Linked DNA regions of Macaca mulatta: region 1 is linked to region 2. Evidence: chromatin contacts called from public Hi-C data. All regions are on one chromosome and are shown on one strand. The core of a region is the stretch at or near the end of the contact, and the rest is flanking DNA. Distances in the headings are between cores, read along the strand shown. Region 1 holds the start of EED (embryonic ectoderm development). Region 2 holds the start of LOC114672368.

Region 1 (2,700 bases), core at 60-2,559, 170 kb after region 2:
TCCCTGCCTACCTCCTCATTTTTACAGATGAGGACATTTTTACAGAAGCCCGAATAGATAAGTAGTCACAATCATGTTCTAAGAAAAAAAAAAGGGGGGTGGCGGATGCCGTATTTTATTTTTCATCATTCTCCGTTTCCTGCTGCTCATTCAGTTATGGTTTCATGGCCCATATAATAATTCCACAAGGCTCACCAATGTTATCTGCCACCTGGTAGAGAATAGATATAGTAACAGAGGCAAATATTTTGGTGAAGTATAACAGTTGTGTTGCCTTCTAGAATTTCATTGTATCTAATGTGCAAAAACAAACAAAACATTGTCGGTTAAGTCTCACAGTCTCATAATAGTTGGAGATGAGCACTGATTCTTAGGCCTTGGCGCAGTTCAGGGCCTATCATACTTTAGCAGCTAAAAAGAGCACTTCGGCTGTAACTCATTGGAATCTAGCTTCGTAATTTTCGGATATTTCTATTTAAGTCTTAACCATTAATGGCAGCAACTGGGAAGGATAATCATTCATTACAATAAATAGTCAACAGAATAAATATCCGACAAGAATTTATGAAACGTCTAGAGTATAATCTGCAGCGCTTTGAAATCCACCCTGGGATTCGGAAACCGGGGAGAAAACTACCTGGTTCAGCAAACGAGAATTCAAACAGAGGAGGGGCTTGGAGGAGGCGGGTCTCCACGAACCCAGCGCAAGAGTACGCCACGGCGCCTGCGCATCCCCTGAAGGGTACTTTCCATTCGCCAGATGGGGGAAGTCAGGGGGAAGCAGGTTACTGTTTTTGTATTTCTATCTTCAAGGAAGAATTAGATTATGAATAGTTCTGTGAATTGTCAGGAAGCGCTATCATCCAAGTCCAAGATTAAGGAAACGTGGCATGCACAGCTAAAGCAAGAGGTGACGTCTTGTATCTTCCCCCATTTCCTGGGACATTGGTGGTGTAGCCCATTCCACAGACTTTCGCTCCCTAGCAGCGGGTCGGAGATCGAAGGAACGGGCCAATTGCGGCTGAAACGTCTTTGGAAGGAGGAAGGGGGTGAGGGAGCATCCCTTTGAGTTTCGCCTCTTCCCGAGGCGGTGGTGGGAAGGGAGACATACTTAATACTGCCCTCTTAATCCAACGGATCTTACATCGTGTAGACTGCCGGGAGGGCGGCGGGAAAAGGGCAAGACGGGAATTGGGGAAGGGAACGAGCCAGGAAGCCGCGCGGGAGGGCGCGCGCGCGCGCCCCTTTTTCAGCAGTGTGGCGGGGTCGCACGCACGCCCGCCTCGGCGGCTGGGCGCGATTTGCGACAGTGGGGGGGGCGGTGGAGGTGGCGGCGGCAGCGGCAACTTTGCGGCAAGCTCGGGCCGGGCTTGCTTGACGGCGGTGTGGCGGAGGCCCCGCCCCAGGCGGCAGGAACCTGGAGGGAGGCGGAGGAATATGTCCGAGAGGGAAGTGTCGACTGCGCCGGCGGGAACAGACATGCCTGCGGCGAAGAAGCAGAAGCTGAGCAGTGACGAGAACAGCAACCCAGACCTCTCTGGAGACGAGAATGTAAGTGCAGCTCCTGGCAGTTAAGAGACTCCGGAGTAAAAGTTTTAAATTCTTTTAAAACGGGGGGCGCGGGGACGAGCGGGCTGCTGTGGGGGGGAGGGAGAGGTGTCACTCAGGAAAACGCGGGCGTGCGGGAGAAAATCGAAATTGTCTACGGGGATTTTGATGTGGGGCCGAGAGCAAACAGAAACTAGGCGAAGGAGAGTGGTTCTAGTGTTTGCCTGGGTCTGAGAGGTCTGCCCTGAAATCAGTTTGCTTGTGATGGGGAGTGTTTTGGCCTTTGGGGAGATTTAAGGGGAGAGTGCGGGTCTGAGATTCTAATAGTTTAAAAGGCAAGTTAGAGACTTTTCTAAGAAAGTTGGAAGGATGGGGCAGAGTTAGAGACCCTGTTAAAGGAGCGTTAAGGGTTGTCACTCTAAGACCCTTGTGGAATTTTCAGGTTGGAAAGAGATCTTCGATTTGCGGAGTTTGGGGGACTTTATTAAAGGGGGTTTTGTGTCCGCCTCCGTCCTGTCCGCGGAGACCGGGTGCGCCTGAAGGTCGCCTTTTCTGTAGGAGGAGCCGAATTGAGAGGATCGATTTTTGATTTGGGGGTGGGGAGTGACTACTTTTGAGGAAGGAGTAAGAGTGGGCGATTTCTTCTTTGAACGTTTTTACTTAAGATAAAGGGGGGGGGGGGGCGACCTGGAAGAATTTAGGCAACAGTGGTATAGGCAGATGTATTTAAGGATGGGCTCCTGGCTTCGCCAAGTGCGAGATGTTTTACAATCAGATTTTTTTTAAGTTCTGAAATGGATATTCGTAATCATTCGGTACCAACATTTAACCCAACTGGGTTTTAGTTGACTCACCAGTAAGAGCCGAATTGACATAAATAAGCTTTCAGTTTCATGTTTTAGGTTGATAACCAGTAGGGTCAACGAAATATCTTGACAATTTATTCAAAGATATTACTCCAAAAGGTGATTCTCCTTCTCATGATATATGACAACTTGTGACTATCTTAAAAATCCTTAAAATGTTTCAGAGAGTGGCGTTAAGTTCTTCATTTTCTCAGTTTGGCTAGTTTTAGGAATAAATGTTACATCTTCCACATTCAGTTTCTAAATTCTATGTCATAATTCCTAGCTGGAACATGTAATGGTGTCA
Region 2 (2,866 bases), core at 194-2,693:
CAGACTAATGTGTTCAGTCATTTAAAAAGGGAACTTATTTATCGTGACTATTTCCCTATTTTTCCCTGAAAAGTTTCAGGTCTAAGCTCCATTGGCTTGAGTGATCCAATGAGCTTTGTACCCTGAGGTAAAAGAGCGCAAAGAAAAAGGAGGATATTACAGGTGACTTCCAGGTTAGAAAAAAGTTCCGAGGAGTCAGCTCCTACGTTAGCGAATGGACGAATACTGTGTCGTGTAAGAGAAGCTGGTTCCTCAAAAGGTAACTGGCATAATTAAAACGTATCCAAACTCAAGCACCATCAAACATCATCTTGCCAATGTTTTTTAAGGGATGTATGTTATTTGTAAGTAAATTTATCAATCCATTTGGAATTCCAACAGTCTACGCTTAACACTCAAGCTTCTGAATTCAAGCCGCCAGAGTTAACAGTTCCGGGAACTGATAAGAGTATCAGCAAAAAGCCTTTTTCCAGCTCCCCATTTGAAAAGGTGGGGAGCAGAGTTGACAGTCACAAACTCACCCCAGTCAAAAGTACGGACAACACAATGATTAAATTCCACCAGAGGCAAATAAAAATCCCAACTTTCCAGAAAGCTTTCCCTACACCAAATTGAATCCTTTTACTTTCAATCTCACAAAGAAGGTAATCTGAAATAAAAGTCGGGTAAGTGGGTATGGTATTTAAAATAAAATGAGTCAAAAAAAACTACACTGAAGCTACTAAAGAGGCGATGAAAGGTAACCCAAACGCGGGAGGGAAGGTAGACGAGAAAGCCAGGAACGGATGGGAGAAGCAGCTAGTGGAGCAAAGGAAGTGGGGGATCACTTCAAGGGAGGCAGCCCGGAGGGATAACAGGGATTTGGGTGCAAGGAACCAGGCGTTTGCGGAAACCCGAAGAAGGCTGATGAAGAAACAATGGGGCTGGGCAGACGCTCAGGCGAGGGCGACAAGGCGGCACCGGACGGGTGGGAAGGGAGAGCAGAAGGCTGCAGTGGAGACGGGTAGGGGGTGCGAAGCCAGGTGGGGAGGCAAGTTGGTTGGGTATGATGGGGTGTGGTAGCGCACCGGACAGGAGGCGAGGGTCCCCTAGGAATAGGGAGGGGACTGGCTTGTCAGATTTTGAGATGGGGAGCGGAGGCCGTGAAGGCAGGTGTGATGGAAGCAAAAGAACACAGCCCAACGGGCACAGGACCCGCCGTGCCAGAGAAGACGCAGGGAGGGAAGAGGCAGCAGACGGGGGAAAGAAAAGAGAGGGAGAGAAGGACGCGGGTCGCGCGGGCGCCTGGGAGGGGGGCCGCGGTCGGTTTCACTCACAGTCCAGGTGCTTTTTCTTGGGCCCCATGATCTCGTGGGTCGTGGCCTTGCATACTGTCTTGGATACGGCAGAGCCCGTGACACTGTGCTGGGCGGCAGTGATTCGGTCCGTCAGGCTCTGGCCGGACATCTCTGCAGTTCCTCCACCACCCCACCCGCTCAGCAGCCGGCGGGGACTGGGACCCCCAAGAGCCGGAGGGTCCCCACCCCCCACCGCACCCCCTACCCCCACCGGCTCCTTCCCCGCCTGCCGGCCTGGGGCGCGGTTCGGGGCCGCGCGCTGCCACCCAGTCCAGAGAGAACCGGCTTGTATCACCCGCGGAGTCGGACAAGATGTCGGGCACTCCCTTGCCCCCGCCTCAGTTCAGCCCACCCCTTCCCTGGTCAGCTGGAGCCGGGCAGGGTAAGAGGGACAGGCAGCTGCAGGAAAATGGCGGCGCCAGGCTCCTCCTCGGAGCTTTCCGGGCTGCCCCCGGGTCACGTGACTCGGACACCGCCCCTCCTCCCTTCTCCCGCCCCTTTCCCCTTCCCTTTCCTCTTCGACGCCCGCCCTCCCTCGCTCAACGAGGGAAGAGCGGGGCGGCGCCCGCGCGTTACGTGATGGAACTCGCCAGGCAGGCGCAACAGGAGGTCCGCCCGAGGGGAGTGCGCAGCTGGCGCGTCACGTGACTCTCCCTGCCAACAGGTCGCCTGAGGCTCGGCCCGCGGGGTCACAGACGGGGGGCGGGGCGGGAGAGGAATGGCGAGGGTGGCGTGCTGGGGGCGGGGCGGCAGGCTTCTCCACTTACCCCCAACTCAAGTGTGTCCTCGTGTCTGTGGTTGAAACCAACAGCCTGACAAAGGAGGTGCCGCTGCCGTCACAGCTTCCCCTGAAGTCGGGGGTATTAGGCCTCTGGCTCCCCGAGCTTTCCTAGCAGAGTCAAGAAATGTATTTCGAGACGCCTCCCAAAGCCGCCCTCCTGGCTTAAAGGAGAAGGTTCCAGGCGGCCTATTTTCTGAACCTGCCAGCAGGCCTCTCTCTACCGTGGAACTATTGAAGCTCTCCTTATTTACTTACCCCAGAAAGGTTTTTTTTACCCCCTTTCCTTGGGAGGCTTGGAAATGTCACCTGGTTTTGTTTATCTCTACTCCGAAAACCCGACACGTTGCTGCCATTCTAAATTTAGATACTAGCTGGCCCGTATTCATTCTCTAGGGTGTGGAATAGGACAGGAAACACATAGCTTCACTGGAATTTGAAAAGGGAAGTGGTAGGATGATGTCAACAGCGATTAGCTTGACCCTACATGGCTGACTGCTGTGGTGATTAAAGGTCCAGACCATAGAAGGAAGTGAGAGGGGCGGTAAATGGAGAAGTCCTATTCAAATAGTCCAGACATCGCTGCCTGCCATCTCTCTTGGTTTAGTCTTTCTTTCCTTGGCCTCTTTTCTCTTATTGGGTGAGCCAGATTTCCATGGAAAGACGTTGACACTGCCCTGTGGACATTTTAAAAGAAGTATTATATCCTGAAATACTATTGAATGAGACCCAGACCATACATAACAAAGCC

The links. A called contact is a pair of places that touch in the nucleus more often than the background predicts.
Region 1: a Hi-C map of fetal cortical plate shows a contact between it and region 2, with 2.1 times the contacts expected there. The contact joins the promoter of EED here to the promoter of LOC114672368 in region 2. A contact is called at or near these places in 2 of 14 Hi-C or Micro-C datasets (fetal cortex germinal zone and fetal cortical plate).

Annotation. Positions count from the first base shown.
Region 1 is chr14:86,839,393-86,842,092 of T2T-MMU8v2.0, forward strand. It overlaps EED (embryonic ectoderm development), which reads left to right and starts at 1,310. Exons shown (of 12, transcript NM_001261266.2): 1 at 1,310-1,551. The coding sequence starts at 1,438.
Region 2 is chr14:86,667,919-86,670,784 of T2T-MMU8v2.0, forward strand. It overlaps LOC114672368, which reads left to right and starts at 1,444. Exons shown (of 3, transcript XM_077964165.1): 1 at 1,444-1,946. The coding sequence starts at 1,650. It overlaps PICALM (phosphatidylinositol binding clathrin assembly protein), which reads right to left and starts at 1,548. Exons shown (of 20, transcript NM_001266499.1): 1 at 1,317-1,548. The coding sequence starts at 1,446.